Linked DNA regions of Gossypium arboreum: region 2 is linked to region 1. The links are chromatin contacts, called in public Hi-C maps. All regions are on one chromosome and are shown on one strand. Each heading gives the region's core, a stretch centred on a gene start, on an enhancer-like site or on the middle of the called end of the contact. The rest is flanking DNA. Distances are from core to core; before and after follow the strand shown.

Evidence for each region. Hi-C and Micro-C count contacts between places; a contact is called where the count stands out from the background.
Region 2: a contact with region 1 is called in a Hi-C map of leaf, with 4 times the contacts expected there. The contact joins the promoter of LOC108474239 here to the promoter of LOC108473627 in region 1. A contact is called at or near these places in 3 of 5 Hi-C or Micro-C datasets (all in leaf).

The regions. Positions count from the first base shown.
Region 1 is chr11:99,279,566-99,283,487 of ASM2569848v2, forward strand. LOC108473627 reads right to left here and starts at 2,001. Exons shown (of 20, transcript XM_017775301.2): 1 at 516-2,001; 2 at 1-190. The coding sequence starts at 1,760.
Region 2 is chr11:99,458,738-99,462,659 of ASM2569848v2, forward strand. LOC108474239 (syntaxin-132-like) reads right to left here and starts at 1,764. Exons shown (of 13, transcript XM_017776180.2): 1 at 1,454-1,764; 2 at 758-859; 3 at 523-579; 4 at 1-12. The coding sequence starts at 1,471. LOC128283553 reads left to right here and starts at 2,665. Exons shown (of 2, transcript XM_053020962.1): 1 at 2,665-2,859; 2 at 3,244-3,922. The coding sequence starts at 3,346. The coding sequence ends at 3,843.

The sequences.
Region 1 (3,922 bases), core at 751-3,250:
TCTGGAAGTCATCCATGGCTCCAGCTAGTGCAGGCAACACTCTCTGATGATATTGAGTCTGCAACTCTGGGCCCAAGTCCGTAGACAACTGCCCAATGGCATTAATAGCTGCCCATCGAACACGAGGATGGGCATCATGAAATGAATTCAAAACCATTGACACTACCTGTTCTAGATTTCTTATCATCACCTGGCAAGAAGAAGAAAAGAAAAGCAAAACCCGTTCAGAAACAATGAAGCATATTACAATTTAATCAAAATCAGCCCCATTGATCAAGGGACATAGATAAAGCAATTATTTATCAAGTTAACCGTAGAACCTATATTAATTCAAATCCACTCAAATTATAAATGCCACGTCTAGAATAAACAAAACATAAAAAATTAAGCTTCTAATAGTGTCTTATCATTATTATATAGGTAGCAAGAAGTGACATGCAAGCTCCAAATAGAATAAACATACACAGTGCATTAAATATGATCAAACTGTTAATTTGGAACTTCAAAATTCAAACCTTGGAACAACCCTCAGCAATCTGAGCAAGTGCAATGAGAGCAGCATGTCGTTTCTGCCACTCTGAAGCAGCCAAAAACACCGGAAACAATTCTGAAGCCACTGGTAAAACAGTATTCCCTCCTAATGAAATCGACAATCTATCTAAACACTCCTGACCAACCCCATAATTACTTGTTTCCCCAGCATCCTCATCCTCACTCTCTGCATTATACCAATCCGGTTCATCTTCAATGTCCACCAATAGATTCATCAACACCCAAAATAACCTCCTTATGAATTGTGGTAACTTCCTCATCATCCCCGGAGCCCTCTCTCTCGCCTCTGCTAACGTAATTATAAATTCAATGGCTAAATGGCGTGTTCCTTCTTCTAAACTCTCCGCCTCAGCAATTTGTAACATCGATCCTACTACTTCCATTATTTGCCTCCTTAGAAACCTCGGCTCAGTCCCGGCTAACTCAATTAACAATTCCAAAGCCTCTTGAGCTGTGGCTTCTAATCCAGAGTTCAACGCCTCGGTCAACGTCTGCATCATCAACGGCAACAAATCTTGGAAAGCGTCCCGATCTTTGGGGTTTGAAATGCATTGAATGAAACTGACTGAGGCGCTTAAAGCTGCGATTCGTACGTCGCAACTTGACGGATTTGATAAACAATTGAAGAAGACGGAATGAAGAGTGTTTAAATGAGGGATTAGGGTTTCCGTTGTTTCTCCGACGTTTTGAGCTAATCGAGAGAAAATTAAAAGAGCAGATTCTTCGAGGTTGGGATTCTTAGAATTCACACATTGGAAGAGGAATGGCAATAGTTCCGGCCAGCCTCTAGTAGCAACGACGGAAGAAGCGAGTTCGGAAATTGTATCGCAGAGTTTTTTTACGTTAGCTTTCGATTCTTCGGTCTGGAGGGAGGATAAAAGCGTGGATTTAATGGCGGCGCGTGTGGATTCAGCTAGGAGGGGAAAGAGAAAGGAGTAATCAGCGGCGGGAGTTAGGATTTTACGGAGGAGGACGGCGGAGAGGGCGCGGAGTTCGGGACGAGGGGATGAGGATAAGACACGGGAGAGAGCGACGGAGAGAGAGTCGGGGTGAGTTTGTTTGGCAAGGTGGAAGAGTGACTCGGCCTGGGAACGTTGGTCGTTGGAGGAAGACATGAGGTGGGAGATTAGGGTTTCGAAGTGAGTCGAATCGGGGCCCAAGATGTGGGCGAGTTGAGCGAGTTGGAGCTGAGTTTGATCGGTGGCCATGGGCGAGTTTCAGGGTTTTAGGAGGATATAATTTGTTTTTGTTATTTGGGGTTTTTTGTATTTGTGGCGCCTCCCCAATCCCAATATAACAAAAGGAAAGAAGAAATAAAGAAGAAGATAGATACGAATTTTAAGGCAGGGTTTGCGAGCGCGAGTGCGAGTGCGAGGGGAGTGTTTTAAACGAAACCAAAAGTTGTCGGTCCATTTCTTCTTCATGCCTCTCTACTCTTACACATTTTCATTTTACTCACTTTTCCTTTTAATTCCAAATATTCAATCTCATTTAATAATTAAATTTTATTTTTTGAATTTTTTAAAATCTTCCTTGTACTCTTTTGAAATTTAAGATTTAGTCTCTATAATTTTGGGACAGTGAGTCCTGTACTTTTTAATTTTAAAATCTTGGTCCTTTTGTCTAATTTTGTTCTTAAAATTACAGTTAAAAATTGATCAAATATCTTTTAACCCTCAATGTTTACAGTTTTTTATTTTATCTTTATTCTTTAAAATTGCAGAAAAAATTAAAATGACCTATTTTTCATTTTTAAATAAAATGTAAAAAACTAAATATATAATTCTTAAAAGAATTCAAAAAATTTTAAAAAGAAATATTTAAAATTAAAAATATAAAAATTAATTTTAAATTTTAAAATTATTAAAATATATAAAAATCTATTTTTTTAAAAATATGTTATTTACTCCTTAAATGGTAATAAGAGGCTTTTATGGGCCTTGTAATAGCCAAACCGATTGGCTCGACTCGTTTTTGAGACAGACTTGGCTAGGCCTAACTTGACTTGGCTTGTTTTATTGTTTAAAATATTAAAAATATAAAAATTTATATTAGTAGTTTAGGTACTAGATTGAACATTTTCAAATTACAAGTATTACATTGGACATTTTATGAAATACATGTATAATAATAAAAACACATATTAATAATTCAGTTATCACATTGGACATTTCTAAATTACGAGTACTACATTTTACATTTCCAAATTACAAGTACCACGTTGGACATTTTCAAAGTAGAAGTACCATATTAAACATTTTATGAAAGTATAGTATCAAATGTGATATTATCCCTAATTTTATCACACTTGCCAATTTTTAACTAAAAAAATCCAAAAGGTTTAAGAGATTTTTTTAAGGGGCAGAGTAATTTGGACAATGAATTGTAGTTTAGGTATCACTTTAAGGACCAACTTAAGAAAAATAGTATAATTTCAATATGATTTAAACATTGTAATTTTTTTTTCATTTTTTTCTCACTTATTTGTCTCAATTCATTTGCATCCGATGCCTAAAAGGATAATAAAATTTTTAATTTAGTAGGTGTGATACATTAATATGGTATAATAAATAGAAGGGTCAATTTTATTTAAAATTATATTTCGATTATTCAACTTTCGAAAGTTACATAATAGTCATTAACATTATCGAATTGTTACATTTTCGTCACTTGTCCGTCTCTTAACGTGGCACGCTAATTTAAATGTTTAATTACGAATTTGGTCCTTGAACTATAACTAAAATATCATTTTTTTTAAAAAAATCTTAACAATAATTCTAAAAAGAACAAAATTTTAAAAAAAAAAACCAAAATAACATTTTAGTTATGTTTAGGGACCAAATTAGTAATTAACCATTTAAATTAACGTGTCACGTCAACCTCAGAACGGTAGTTAACAAACAAATTATAAAAATGTAATAATTTGATAATTGTTATATAACTTTTGAAAGTTAAGTAACCAAAATACAATTTTAAATAAGTTTTAGGGACATTTGATATAGTTTACCCTAATAGAATTAAAAGAAATTAACTTCTAAATCTTAAGAAACCAAAGTTCTAAAAATATTACCCACCAATCATAATTTTATAGAAAAAATCAAGTTCACATTAGAAAAAAATTACCATTATTATTTATTATTTATGTAACTTTTAAAATTATCAACTCCTTTTAAAAATATTATTATTTTTCAAACATTTATAATGATTTTTTTACTCTTAAATTATATAAAAGAAAAGTTATTTTAGTCGGGTTCTTTTAGCTTCATTAAACTCTTTAACTTTTAGTTTTGTCAAATTATGCAAAATTACAGTCAGTTAACTTTGATGATGAGAATGATTGATGTTGACATGACATCTAAATTACAATTTA
Region 2 (3,922 bases), core at 514-3,013, 180 kb after region 1:
CTCATGTGCATCCTGCATAAAATATTTGAATGAAAATGGCATCCGAACATCTTAATCAATAGCCAATGATGTCGCTCACAAGATTCATCACTCACAAATCATCCAGCAAGTATATATCTTGGCCTTGGATTCACGAAACACTAAATGGGAAAACTTGGAATTTAGCAACCTAAATAGATTTCTTCACTATAGGTTTTATGGCTAGAGAGAGAGCGGGATGCTAGTGCTTTCAAACTGCAGTCTTGAAAATCATAAAAACAATACTAAAGCTGAACGAACTTTAACATCAGGAAGGGATGAAAGATTAAGTAATGTCAAAGCTCAGGAAAGATCCAAGCCAAAATTTTTGCTCTTCTTCCATATCAGTATTAAAAACTGAGGAATCCTCAAGGTTTCAGTCAGTTTTAGATGAATTACATCCAACAATTCCTAAAATTCATACTAGTAAGGAAAATATTGAAGGCAGATATCTTGAAGCTTCGGTATCATACAAGGAATCGGGAAATATATTAAATAAGATACCTGAAGCATTTTGAGTAGCTTATCCAGCTTCTCATATTGTTTATCTATCTCCTGAACCTGGAAAAGACAAAACATAGCAGGAGATCAGTGATTCAAGCCATAGCTTATTCCATAAAGAAATTTAATTCCACCTAAAGAGATGAACACGAAGAAAAGTTGCAATTGCAGTTACGAATCCAATATATTGCAGCTTAGCTTACAGAGGATAATTATTACATCAAGAAGTCTATAGCACCTTTACAAAGAATTCTTGAAGGCAGAGTTCTCCAGAGTTCATTGGAGCTCCTAACTCGACATCTCTACCTTGGGATCCACCTCTAGGGAATTCACAGGACTCCTGCAAGAAATAGAGCACGAGTGCAACTAGTTTATACCAACCCAAGATAAAATTTACTAAAGCATAATTCAAGGCAGACAAGCTCATCTGCTTATTCTAAACAGACCAAGAATTTACAAAGAGAGCCTTCTGAAAATATCTTAATTATACCTAAAAACATTTTTCTATCCACACAAAATTTAAAAATTACATAACACAAGTTCATGCTCAGTTTTTTTTTCCTTTTAAATTCAACGAATGCTGATTACATTCCTTTACAAGCTTAAGTTATAAGTTCTTTTGATCTAGTTTTCAACTCCTAAGACTAATTAATTAATTAGCTTGATAAACTTCTAAATTGATTCAATTCCTACTGAATTAACAGCAATTTATATTAACCTTCGTCTTATAAGAAAAATTAGCTCACTAGTCTCCTAACAATCATTTTCCAATAACGTTAATTTTCTGTTCTTTTAATCAGGATCCAAATAAAATATACAAAATGCAGCTATCCTCATCAATAAAAATAATAAAGAAAAACTTAAATCGAAACAAAAACCAACACAGGCAAACAAATAAATGAGTAGAAACAATTCGAAAGTTGCAAAATGTTACCGTTAAAAGGTTGTTCATTGTGGAAAGATGAACAAGACTAAACGAAGCTTCAAAGAGAAGAAACAAAAAATGGAGAAAGCTAAAACGATATTATTATTAATTTTAATTAATAATAACACTATAACTATTATAATTGTTGATAAGACCTGGTTTTTTTTTTTTACATTTAAAAAAACCAGGTCTTTTTTTAAATTTTAAGGTTTCAACTTTTTTTTTTCTTTTTTTTTTTTCCTGTGAATTTTTAAGAGAGAAAAGGGAGAAACAAAAGAGGTGGGGATCCGTTTCAGAAGAATGGCAAAAGCAAACTTCAAAAAAGCGTGGAGACAGATTATCAAGTACGGTGAATTGTAGGGAAATTATTTAATCATAGGCGTTGAAATTTGTAGGTCCCTGGTTTGATGGATGATTAACGGTCATTGTTGATTAGACACGGTTTCAGATGAGGAACATTCTTTCTCTTTTAGAGTTTAGGCCGCGGAAACTCGAAACTTTGGCTTTCCTTGTCTGAAAATGATTCTTTTTAGTTTACACATTTGTCCTTGTTACCTTCATTTGTGGGCGGCGCCACGTTGGAGCAAAGGCTACAGCTACACAAGGTTGTTTTTTCAACCCATTTTAAACATAAATTTTATTTAATATTTTTATAACCTTTATTATAATTATAATTACATTATTTATAAAATATATTTAATATTGCACATATATGAAGGATAATGTTTATAAATATATGACCAAGTGGTGTGGGTTTTTTTTCTTTTTATTTAAAAATCATTTTATTGTTTGAAGTATAATACGCATAACTATACTCAATTTCCTTTATCGACTTTTATTTAGATTAATAAATATTTTTTGTTAGAATTTGATATTACAATATATATTATTAAAATTGATAAAAATAAAATAAAAATAAAAATTATAAAATATATTATATATTATTTGACTGATTTTATTGGAATTTTTAAAATTATACTGACAGATAATTTTCGTAGTTAGAATTTTTAAACGTATATTTTTGCAAAAAATTATATTATTTTGAGTTAAAAACATATTATTTACTATTTAGTATATTAATAGTAGAAATTTTTTATTTTACAAATAAAAACTATTAAGTAAAAAAATAATATATAATAATGTATTTTTAAAGTAATATTTTTCTTATCAAGATCTAGAAGGGGGTTTTTCATCCTCTGGCTGAAACTTTTTATTTACTTATTATTTTCTCTTATTCAACGTTCAACATTTTCATCCCTTCAACTACCTTGGATCATTGGCGGGCTGATTCAATCAAATATTCAATACCCAACTTACCCCTTTATATAAAGCAATTGAACCTTCCCCATTTCCCACATAACTCTACTTCTGTCTTAAAAAAAACCTTTGCATCTGCCTGTCTTAGCAAGTCAAAGGTACATACATCTCTAGATTTCATTTTAATTATGTTGCCTTTGGATCTTTATTTCATTTTTCTGAAAGCTTGTTAATATGAAGGGTTTGATTTTTACTGATCAATTGTTTTGATCGTTTATCTGGGGAAAATGAATCTGGGTTTCTTTTCTTGGCTTGTGAAATGATGTAGAGATAATCATCCATGTTGATGAATATTGTATGTTGAATATATAAGATCTTGATAGTCTTGTGTGTCTGTCAAAGGTAATTTAGTGCTGGGGTTGCATTGGGGAACTGTTTTTCTTGTTTCAGATATTTTGAATATTGTTACATGTTGTAATGTATCAACCATTCCTTACACAGTTAAGTTTAATTGTACTCTGTACTTGCTTATTTATATGCAGCATTTCTTTCAGGGAATTTGTAATAAAAAATAAAACATAGGAAAGGTTTACATTCGAGTTTGGAGAAGAAAGAAGTGTATTTCAAAGTCAAAGGCAAAGGATATGGAGCCAAGCCATGAGAAGGAAGAGAAGCTAAAGACCAAATCAATGGAGAAGGAAAAGCTAATGCATAAGGAGGAAAAGGGAGAGAAACATAAAGAGAAGGATAAGGACAAATCGAAGAAGGAGAAAGAAAAGAAGAAGAAGAAAGAGAAATATAGAGAAGAAGACGAGGATAATGAAGTTGGAGAGATGAAGAATACATCAGAAGAGAAAAAAGTTAAGAAGGAGACGATTCACAAAGATGATGAAGCCGGTGTGAACAATGAGAAGAAAAATAAAAAAGATAAGGAAATGGAGATGAAGAAAGAAGGGATCATAGAAGAAGGCGAAGAGAAAGATGAGAAGAAAAAGAAGAAGAAAGACAAGGAAGAGAAAGAGAAAAATAAAGAAAAGAAGCATGGTATAGAAGAAGATGAGAAGAAAAAGAAGAAAGACAAGGAGGTTAAGGAGAAAAAGAAAGAAAAGAAGTTGAAAGGTGAAGAGGAAGAAAGACAATGAGGCAAAGGATGATGAAGAAATAGAAGAGAAAAAGAAAGACAAAGAGGTAAAAGAAAAGAAGAAGAAGAAGAAGAAGAAG